2 separate regions of the Zea mays genome follow, and region 1 is linked to region 2. The links are chromatin contacts, called in public Hi-C maps. All regions are on one chromosome and are shown on one strand. Each heading gives the region's core, a stretch centred on a gene start, on an enhancer-like site or on the middle of the called end of the contact. The rest is flanking DNA. Distances are from core to core; before and after follow the strand shown. Region 1 holds the start of LOC100381623. Region 2 holds the start of LOC100284531 (blue copper protein).

Region 1 (5,639 bases), core at 483-2,982, 160 kb after region 2:
AAGCCTATATATAAAGGGAAGTAGGGCCGTGTATGGTCTTAGATTCATAATAATAGAAAGTCGCATTAACATGCCATCCAATAATAGTGGCATGATTGCATGACATTGATATGTGCAAATTCATGTCTCTCTGTAACTTTCAGGAAATAAGATAAGATGTATCAGCGCTGCTACCTATGTGTTCTGAACGAGGTGAATTTGGCTGCGGCTTTAGACTTAAGATAGACAGATTAGACAGCTGGGCTGATTGGAGTCCATTTCCCTTACGAATGTGAGATTTGAGTTGGACCTCAATAATCATTACTGATAAAAGTAAGCCCAAATACCGCTGTGAGATTGTTAAAATTAGCATCGAGACAGTGTTTAAGGGCATGCACAATCACATTGATTCTATCCATAGCTCATTGATTCTATCCATAGCTCATTAGAAATGGAATAAATCTATGAAGATATTGCACAAGTTTATATTAGAATACATGCATCAAAAAAAAAAGAATAACTAACTTTGAAAGATACATAGATTAAATGATGGATTTAATCCTACTATGAGATTGGGTGTGAGGTATAGATTCAACTAATACAGCCCCAGATTAAATTCATGGTAGGATTTCATTCCTTATAAGCTAACAAGGCCTAATATGTTATATGTGGTCTCTTTAGGAGTTTCTAGAGGGATAAATGAAATAAATCAAGAGATAGGCTCTTCGCTGACTCCGTCTCTACACGACTCTTAATACATATTGTGTTTTGATTGATATATTAGAGCAACTCCAAGAGATTAGCTAAAAAGACTAGCTAAATTTACTGATTTAGCTACTCTCTAAAATAGATTCTAGAGAAAAAGTGTAGGCTAATCCAACAGACTCGGTAAACCTACGGATTGAATAGAGAGTGAAGCAGGCTATCTAAAATTGGAGAGCGAAGATGGAGAAATAGAGAGCCACTAAATTTGAAGAGTCGTTTACAGAGTCTATTGGATACAATTTTCTTTTAATATTAGCTAAATTTACCTTTACAAAATCATATACCTAGTCTCTTGGAGTTGCTCTTATGTAGTTTCTTAGCTGTCTAATGTACTTGAAAACCAACCAGTATTTGGGTTATACATGACCTAATAGTTTGTATGATTAACATAAAGTTACCATATAAGGACATGTACGCCACGTGAGGTCCCTTGAGGGGTCTATATAGGATTCTCCATATATAATGTCTCTGAACTGTATTTATGGTCTAGAGGCTCAGAGTTGTATCATGCAATCTCTTAAATATCTCTTATATTTAGAAAATCAAACCATCGTCTTAGAGTTTTACATGCCATAAGTACAGTAATCACTTTTGCGCTTTTTCTGAACAAATGAATGAGCGAAAGAAATCGTTGCGCTTTTTCTTAACAAATGGATGAGCGAAAGAAATCGTTGCAACTTGCAAGTTTGAAGACAAAACCGCCTAGTACTGCTGTGCGTACTGTCTTCAGGTTCAGGCCCAACCGCCCAGGTAGGCTTCCAGGCCGTGCGCCGCGTGGGCGGCATGCCGGCATGGCAAATCGGTTCCGAACCGAATCTTAAAAAAATGAATGCCCAGTCTCTACTCAGCCTGCGTTCGCGCCTTTTCCATTTTCACCCCCCGATTCCGATCGCTTTTCACCGCCGCCTCTGTTCCTTCGCTAGTCGACAGGCCCCGCTTCCGCTCTCCTCTTCCACCGGCCACCGCCGCGCGCCGAGAAGATGGGGAAGCGGTGGATCCCACTGGAGGCCAACCCGGACGTCATGAACCAGGTGAGCTCGCGCGCCTCCGCCTAACGGCGGCGGCGCTTGCTAGGGTTTTGTTCCCTCCCGAATCGTGCGCCGCTCTCGCTGATTGCTGCCGCGGAGTGGGTTTGTGCAGTTCATATGGGGTCTGGGAGTCTCCGAGAGGGCTGTGCAGTTCTGCGACGTCTACGGCCTGGACGACGAGCTGATCGCCTTGGTGCCCCATCCCGTTCTCGCAGTCCTCTTCCTCTACCCGTTCACCTCCCTGGTAAGTAACGCTTTTGGTTGTCTTGACCATCCCATTGGATGCTGTGTCCAATGGTGTGCTTCGCTTGCTTTTGTTTATGTGACGCCAAAGCGGGGATTGATGGATTCGTCGTCTGATCAGGACGAGGAGAATAAAGAAGAATCAAGTGTTTCTGCCAAATCGACCGCAGGGGGCAAGGTGTGGTTGTATTATCCACTTATGTTTTTTCATGTCCTGTGATTGTAGTGTTTTGGACACAACGCCTTGGCTACTTTGAAGATGCTCGAGCCCTGAAGTAGGATAGAGTAGATATCCACTTGCGTTTGTAAGGTGATAGATGCCTAGAAATTGGAAATGAAAGCAACTGTAGCTATTAGCTAGGTAACAAGATATTGAATTGTTCATGTTATGTTTCACTTGTCTATTTTATGCTCTTATCCACACTATCACGCTGGTTTTGTTACCAGTTGAATCAAGTAAGAGTATTATGTGGTGGTGGTATATATTACTTAATGAAATACTCAATACTCAAGGAATTCCTACAATTTTTAGATCATCAAATAAACTCCACTTCTACAGTGACTGCTTCAGCGTTTTGGTCTCTACAGAATTGCTACAAAAAAAACTATCAATATTCATTTTCTATGGTTAATTTGCTTGAAATATTTTCTTACACACCACAAACGATATGCACCAATTTCTGTGGCACATCACAGCTTTTCACTTGGCAAATACAATGGTAGACGCTCTATGTATCAATTTCGTAATACTATGCAGTATTAACTTTTTATGATATCCAACTTTTGTTCTTACTTCACTTTCATGTAATATTCAGTAAACTATCTGTTTCATTTTTCAAAGAACCTGTTTATTAACATCTGGCTCCCATTTTCTTGTCCTTCCATTTAATGGTATGAAAGCAAACAGATACCTGTGCTTTTTGTTTACTCTTTGGAGTTGCACATAATTTTTTAATGGACATCAATTCACATGTATATCGGTCCCCAATTCAAATAAATATCAATTTATTTGAATCTCTTTTTTACCTTGAGAATATTCCTGACTCAATGTTGGATCTATGTTTTTTATCCCTGAATTTGTGTAGGATTTGAGCAAGAAGGTATACTTTACAAAGCAGACTATTGGCAATGCTTGTGGAACAATTGGTGTTATTCATGCAATAGGAAATGCAACATCTCAAATCAAGCTAGGTAATTTAACTTCAAATTTGCAATTGAGCTAATGGTGTACTGTCTTACACTTTACGACTTGCTGTTTTGAGTCACGATGATCGATGGGTATATGACCTAATATAGAAGGCCAAACTTCTCCTGTTCCTGTACCAGGTCATTTAGGTTCCCCAAATGTATTGAGTCCTAGTTGGCCTTCAGGTCTATTTACCAAAAGTTAGTACTATTTATGATATCAGGCGTCAGAGAAAATTCTTTGCTTGGTTTATGAAGCTTCACTGGATCCTCTTGTCTTTGGCACTACTGAAACTAAAAAAGTTTGACTTAATCAAGTGAATTTGGCTCGAGACCTGAGGGCATGGTTACTGGCCAATCAGCATATTTTGGCGAAAACTACAATGATACTCTCTCTATTCAGCCCCTTGTCTGTTTCGCCTTATGTTTCCATGATCTATCATCATAAATTGAAATTTTTTCGTATCCTGGTCAGGGTTTTTGCATAATATTATTGATGTATAGTTCATATTTTCATGAAGGTAAGTTTTGAAGAATTGTGACTTGTCCCAGTAGCTATGCACACTTTTTCTCTCAGTATATTGTGAATTATTTATGCTTTCTTGAACATGCACCTTAAATGGAGTAGTTGGAATGTAATTGCATTTGACTTGCTTGTAGCATGACTTCACAGGTACTTCTCTTATTTGCAGTTGAGGGTTCCTATTTTGGAAAGTTCTATAAGCAAACAGCTGATATGGATCCAGTCCAGGTTCATATTCAAATATTGTAACTTCATTTTTCCCGTACTCATCATGGTCAACTTTGTTTTGACCTCATGTATGAATATTTGCTGCCATTAGCGTGCTGCCTTCCTTGAGGAAGATGATGAGATGGAGGATGCACATTCTATTGCTGCATCTGCTGGTGACACTAATGTAAGCCCACTCAAGCAGTTCCTTCTTTTTTTTTGAGAACGCGCAGGAGAACTGTGCATCTTATATATTAAAGAGGAAAGGAAACATTACAAAAGAGGAGATGTTGCAGAGCAAATCTCCCAAAGACCCACATTATCCCGAAGGGAATTACACAGTAGCACTGAAACTAGACCCGACCTCGCCCAGGGCAGCAACTAAGCCCATACTACCGATCTCCTTAGCTCCTGCTAAAACCCAGCAAACGCACTCATCTGAGAAACACCTAAAAATCCTGGGCAAGGAAGGAGACTCCCCATGAAACACTGCTCTGTTTCTCTGGAGCCATAGGCACCAAGCCCCCAGGATGATCAGAGAGTTAAGTCCTTTTTTCCTGGTCTTGATAACCCTAAGGCTCACCTTTCCTGTCATGGACCTTCGGTCCATGGGGTTGTCTTCTCCGGCGAGGTTATACCCCTCTGCCGCAGGCTTGGTTCTAGGGTAGCAGCCCTAGACGCTTGAGAGGGTCATTGCAAGAGAGAGAGAGATTGATTTGATAATGATCTTGCTTGATTTATTCCCTGCTGCCATGCGGCTTATAAATAGCCCTATGGCTAACCAACTTCTCCTACAAACTCTCAACTAACTCCTACTTTCTTGGACTTATCTACTGCTAACCAACTCTCCACAATTCTCTCATCTCAATCTTATTCTCTAGCCTTATCCCAGCTCATCTCAATCTTATTCTCTAGCCTTATCCCAGCCTGGCTGTTGCCTCTCGCTCCCTATGATGCCCATGACATCTCCCCCTCCCTTGAGGACCAGCTCGTCCTCGAGCTGCCATAGACTTACCTGACACGACTTAAGGTTAAGCCTTTTACATCTCGGCTTACCTTTATTATTTAAGACGAAAATACAAAATAATTGTGGAACTAAAATATAAATTTGAACTCCAGCTATGTCCTCCTGTCCTCCTGGATCCCAAGGAAAGAGCTGAACTGCGGACTTCACGTTGGATGACAGGTGAAGGAGGAACCAGTCTGTTCTTATGTTGGGTCTGTCCAGCACCAAGGCAGTTGCCCGAATGGAGACGACCCTCTTTGGCCGTGCAGGGGGGCTGCATACCCAGATCTCGACTTCTACAGTGGGTTCAAAAAGTATAGACGAGACCTGGTGGTTGGGCGCGCAGGCTGCGAGTTGGTGCAGCGATGAGCTGATCAACAAGTGCAGCTTCCGCACCGCCCGCCTAACAAGGAAGCCGCGCACTGCGGCTTGCAGGCGCACCACGGCCTGCTCATGTGATGACGGCCATGGGGTGGCCCTGGAGGCCACAGCAAGGTGCTTCTCCCCACGAAGGGACTGTACCTGGCGGCGTGCCAGGAACCCTCGCGCTGCCGCCTGAAGCCGCACCGCTGCTTGGAGTTCCTTCTCTGTCTTCTCCTTGTAGCGGTGGAACATCACAACGAATTGGTCCCACTTCTCTTCGAGCCGAGTGAATGCATCTAGAGTTGGAGAGGGCGGGTGGGAGGGCGTTGCGGCAGCAGAT
Region 2 (5,257 bases), core at 791-3,290:
CACGGCCCACGCACCCATTACCTGTGCCCAGGTTCATCACCGCCAGCGAACAGGACTACTCCCTCCCGACCAAGTTCGTTCACGTTGGCGCAGTGTTGCCCTGTGCTCGGCGCGCCTTGCTACCACCCCGTCGGCAAGCCCTGCTCCCACCCGTGGGCACGCCCATCTCCTGTGACCTCAATCTCCTCCATCGCATGCATCAAAGGAAGCCCCAACAACCACAAATGGGTCGTCGAATGCCATCGCCAAATGCTGCGAAAGATGCAACACGACATGAATCAGGAGGTCCCATGTCAACCAGCGTCGCTACACGCTGACAACCTGCATCTCGGTCACGGTTGGGCAATGACAATTCCTCTTCGATGACGACTAAACGTCCGCAACCTGCACTTCGACGACCACACTCAATGTTCGGCAACGATCATGTATTGTTCACCTGTTGATCTTCATGTATTTGTCAATTGCTTTTGCTGGTGTTTGTGTGAACAATGTTTTTAGGTTGTAGTAACTATTCTATTCTTGCACCATACTAGATTCCCAGAGTGGTTACTTCACATCACTACTAAACCAGGATGTTGCAAAGTGATTATGGGGCAGCTGATTATGTGCAAGTTGATAATAAGGTGACAGATTCACCGGTAGTGAATGAAATGAGCTCACAGGCAACTAAAAGGTGGCGATCCAAGAATTTCAGTGAACAAGAGGACACACTGTTGGTTTTAGGCTATCTTAATGTGAGTAAATATTCTATTACATGGAGAGATAAAAGATGGCATATTTTGGGAAAGAGTATGGAAATACTTTCACAAAAATAAAACATATTAGAGTCAAATCATAATTGGTCATCATTGAAACATCGTTGTGCTATGATTCAGAAGGAAATGAGTGATCGTAATTTCCCCTTTAATCTCTTTCTAACCAAACAGGTCCTCACCGCTGCAGTCGACATACCCGGCCTTTGTTATTTGGTATTGAATTTGGATTGCGTAGATTTAATTAGTTTTTTTCTTCCATTTTGATTCGTTACCAGCTAGCTCTAGAAGGAAGAGAGAGGCAAACAGCTGAGTAAGAATGATCGTACATGTATTCAGCAGGAGCCTCGAACAAGCCATCGTGAGCATAAACGTGAATGGAGGAGGGTGCGTAGACAGTAAACACAATGGGCTACAGGGCTGCAACCAACAGGAAAAGCAGGGGACATAAGGAAAACCGAAACAGCACTGCCTCTTGCCTAGCCTAGCCCATCAGGGCGAGCCCGGCGAGGCCCGCGGCCGCGGCCAAAATGCCCATACCGAGCCGGGCCTCCCCACCGCAGGCAGCACCAGTGCTGCTAGTGCTCGAGGTGGACGTGGACTTGGTCGTGGTGGGCGGCGTCGTTGCGGCGGGCGTAGACGTGGACGTCTCCGGAGGCGTGTCAGCGTTGGGCGTGTCAGCGTTGGTCGTGGTGGGCGTCGTCGTTGCGGCGGGCGTAGACGTGGACGTCTCCGGGGTGGTGGTGGCGGCCGCGGCGGCGACCGTGACGGCGAGCTTCATGCCGTTGCCGCAGTGACCCGGGGCGCCGCAGATGAAGTAGCGCGTGCCGGGCGCCGTAAGCGCGACCTTGGTGTTCTGGTCGCTGTAGGACTGGATGGAGTTGCTGGCCGAGCAGGCGCTGTAGTCCGCGGAGCTCACCTCCGCCACCGTGTGCATCGCGCTGTACTGGAACACTGCACGAACGCGCGCACGCGTGCACCTTGTCAGCGGCCGACGACATGTGGGCTATATGCTTGTCGAGCTTGTACTCGCTTTACAGACAGCCTTGACCACAGTTAAAACTAGAAGTACGACGTACGACTCACCTAGGTTGTCCCCAGCAGCGAAGGTTTTGCCGCTCGCCCAGGTGGCGTAGTCCACGCCGCTGGCCCACCCGGCCGAGTCGCCCACCACGTAGTCCGTGGCGTGCGCCGGAGCGGCGACGGCAGCGAGGAGTGCCAGTACTACCAGACCTGCCGCCATAATGGCAGCCATGATGGTTGAGGACAGCTTAATCGATCAAGAACACGGACCGCTGAGTGCGGTGACTCGGAGTGATCAGTGGTTATATATAGGGTTGCGATGCAGGTGCTAGCTAAAGGCGATTTGGTAAGTTTTGGTGGAGTTGGTTCAGTTATGCTCGTCACCAACTCTGCTGCTCTGGCGCCCCCAGATTCATTCCCTGGACAATTCATGGTGATGCAGGACCAAAACCAACAAATCTGAACTATATACGCCTACACCCGCGAGGCGAAAACACTGCTGAGCATTGACGCGAAGTCGCAAAGCCTGAGATCAGTAGACGAGCATTGCGTGAAACATGTGACCCTAGCTCATGCCTCGTGTGCCTGTTTCGTGGGCATCGGCTTGCTTCACTTAAACGCCTGATTATATATAGCCTGAGAGCTATCTTGGTCAGAACTCAGAAAGCACTTGTTCCGCCGCTTGAGGTCTCCGACCTCTAGTCCGAACCAGGCTCATACTACATGAAAGGTACAGCTCGAAGGATGCACGTACGTAGACAGCAAGTTTTGGTTGAGTCGTTGAACAAACCATGCTCATGATATCTGCTTCGTACCTTGCGCGGACCTACTTTGACTCTAATTCCACATCGATGATTGATTAGCTTTCCATAGTCAAGCAGGTTTTATCTCTCTATCTCAAAAAAGTGCCAAGCAGATGAGCTAGAAGGCGATTGCTGGGCCATTTCTGCAGCTGCTGTCCGTGCATGATAGAAAGCCGAAAACAACTCTTTATGTCTATTATATTCTTTTTGAGACCCAGTAATGTACTCACTCCATCCACGTGATTTAGTCGTTTTAAGTTTTTTCTAAATTAAACTATTTTAACTTTAGCCAACAATATATATAACATTAAATTATTTTAAACTACAAGAATAACATATTATGATAGTTCAAATTATGATGAACCTAATAGCTTTACTTTTATGTTGTAAAATCTTATGAAACATCCGGTATAATCAGTCAAAGTTGATAGTGACTGATTTAGGACAAACCAAAAAACAACTAAACCATGTGGACGGAAGGAGTATTCTTGTATGAAATCAATGACCGCGATGTTCTAGCTTGCGAGAAGGAACCGTTGTGGCCCGTTTTCATCCCTGATTACGCGGCGACGAACACTAGATGTTGTAGTGCGTGTTCGTCCACCACCTCATCGCGGATGGGACGATCGCAGACATGGCATCCCTTGTTTGTCAGTCGCGAGGTACTGGCTACTTTGAGAATGACTCGGTCCTAGCGACAGCCTTTGGCAGGGTAGATCGAGCCGAGGCGGGGCAGATGTTGTCGCGCCCATCATGACGCTGGTGAGGGTTCCCTTGGGACTTCCCGTGAGTGAGAGCGGTCCTCTGGAGTGCTAGCCACGAAGCACTCTTGAGCTAGATCATGACTCGCTCCGCTGGATGAGGAGACGTGTCCGTATTCCGATCCTGGCAGGAGAAGGTCGTGGAACGAGTCAGTCATTCATATGAACTCGACACGGGCGGGTCCAGTCATGCACCATCGTCTGTCGTTATCTTGAGGGGGCTAAGTTGGAGGCCTCCAAAGCCTCTAGCGATGTCAGCCAAACCCTTCATTGAGGGGGACTAGGTTTTCGGGGCCCTAACCATTTCCCCCTCTTTGTCGATGACAAAGCCGAGACTCTCGAAACGGATGGTCGTTCCGGGGGCCCAAACGACGTCGTGGACGACCATCCGAACCTTGGTGAAGAAGACATCGAGAACGTGCAAGGTCCCTGTAATACCCAGATTCTAGATAATAAGAGTAAAAGACTAAGCTCTTTATATATACATGGCCCTTTGTTGATTTAAGCATATGAAAGGTAATGTTAAAAGTGACAAAATTAAATCAAGAGATAAACATGAGCTATGCATCTCATGCTGACATTTTGATGTGATGCATTTAGGTTGAAGGAGGAATCCTAATTTTAATTTGAATTCAGATTACAAATTTGTCGGGGACCATAATTAGGGGTACCCTCAAGACGCCTAATTCTCAGCTGGTAACCCCCATCAGCGTAAAGCTGCAAAGGCCTGATGGGTACGATTAAGTCAGGGATCAGTCCACACGAGTGACTCGATCACGCTTCACCCGAGCCTAGCCTCGGCCAAGGGCAGCCGACCTCGAAGAGACTTCCGTCTCGCCCGAGGCCCCCCTTTTTACGGCGGACACATCACCGGCTCGCCCGAGGCCTTGGCTTCGCTCAGAAGCAACCCTGACTAAATCGCCACACCGACTGACCAAGTTGCAGGAGCATTTAACGCAAAGGTGGCCTGACACCTTTATCCTGACACGCGCCCCCCCGGCAGAGCCGAAATGACCGCCGTCACTCCACCGCTCCACTGACCAGTCTGACAGAAGGACAGCGCCGCCTGCGCCACTCCGACTGCGGTGCCACTCGACAGAGTGAGTCTGACAGGCAGTCATGCCTTGCCAAAGGCGCCACGGCGAACTCCGCTCCGCCCGACCCCAGGGCTCGGACTCGGGCTAAGACCCGGAAGACGGCAAACTCCGCTCCGCCCGACCCCAGGGCTCGGACTCGGGCTAAGACCCGGAAGACGGCGAACTCCGCTCCGCCCGACCCCAGGGCTCGGACTCGGGCTAAGACCCGGAAGACGGCGAACTCCGCTCCGCCCGACCCCAGGGCTCGGACTCGGGCTAAGACCCGGAAGACGGCGAACTCCGCTCCGCCCGACCCCAGGGCTCGGACTCGGGCTAAGACCCGGAAGACGGCGAACTCCGCTCCGCCCGACCCCAGGGCTCGGACTCGGGCTAAGACCCGGAAGACGACGAAACTCCGCCTCGCCCGACCCCAGGGCTCGGACTCCGCCCTGGCCTCGGCCGAACGACCTCCGCCTCGCCCGACCCCATGGCTCGGACTCGGCCTCGGCAACAGAAGACAGACTCAACCTCGGCTTCGGAGGAGCCCCCACGTCACCCTGCCTAGGGCACAGGCCCGCCACGTCAACAGGAAGCGCCATCATCGCCCTACCCCGAATCGACTCGGGTTACGGAGAACAAGACCGGCGTCCCATCCGGCCAGCTCCGCCGGATGGGCAATGATGGCACTCCACAAGCTCTGTGACGACGGCGGCCCCCAGCTCTCTTACGGAAGCAGGGCGACGTCAGCAAGGGCTCGACCGCTCTAACAGCTGTCCCTCCGCCAGGCTCCGTCGCACCTCCGACAGCCACGACATCACGCCAGCAAGGTGCCAAGACCTCTC

What was found. Hi-C and Micro-C count contacts between places; a contact is called where the count stands out from the background.
Region 1: a Hi-C map of tassel shows a contact between it and region 2, with 3 times the contacts expected there. The contact joins the promoter of LOC100381623 here to the promoter of LOC100284531 in region 2. A contact is called at or near these places in 3 of 25 Hi-C or Micro-C datasets (ear, leaf and tassel).

Annotation. Positions count from the first base shown.
Region 1 is chr5:195,455,498-195,461,136 of Zm-B73-REFERENCE-NAM-5.0, forward strand. LOC100381623 reads left to right here and starts at 1,733. Exons shown (of 9, transcript NM_001174440.1): 1 at 1,733-1,775; 2 at 1,885-2,016; 3 at 2,137-2,193; 4 at 3,101-3,206; 5 at 3,893-3,951; 6 at 4,043-4,117. The coding sequence starts at 1,767. It overlaps LOC100284299 (methylglutaconyl-CoA hydratase), which reads left to right. Exons shown (of 8, transcript NM_001157194.2): 8 at 1-411. The coding sequence ends at 24.
Region 2 is chr5:195,294,379-195,299,635 of Zm-B73-REFERENCE-NAM-5.0, forward strand. LOC100284531 (blue copper protein) reads right to left here and starts at 2,041. Exons shown (of 2, transcript NM_001367333.1): 1 at 1,839-2,041; 2 at 1,065-1,706. The coding sequence starts at 2,007. The coding sequence ends at 1,237.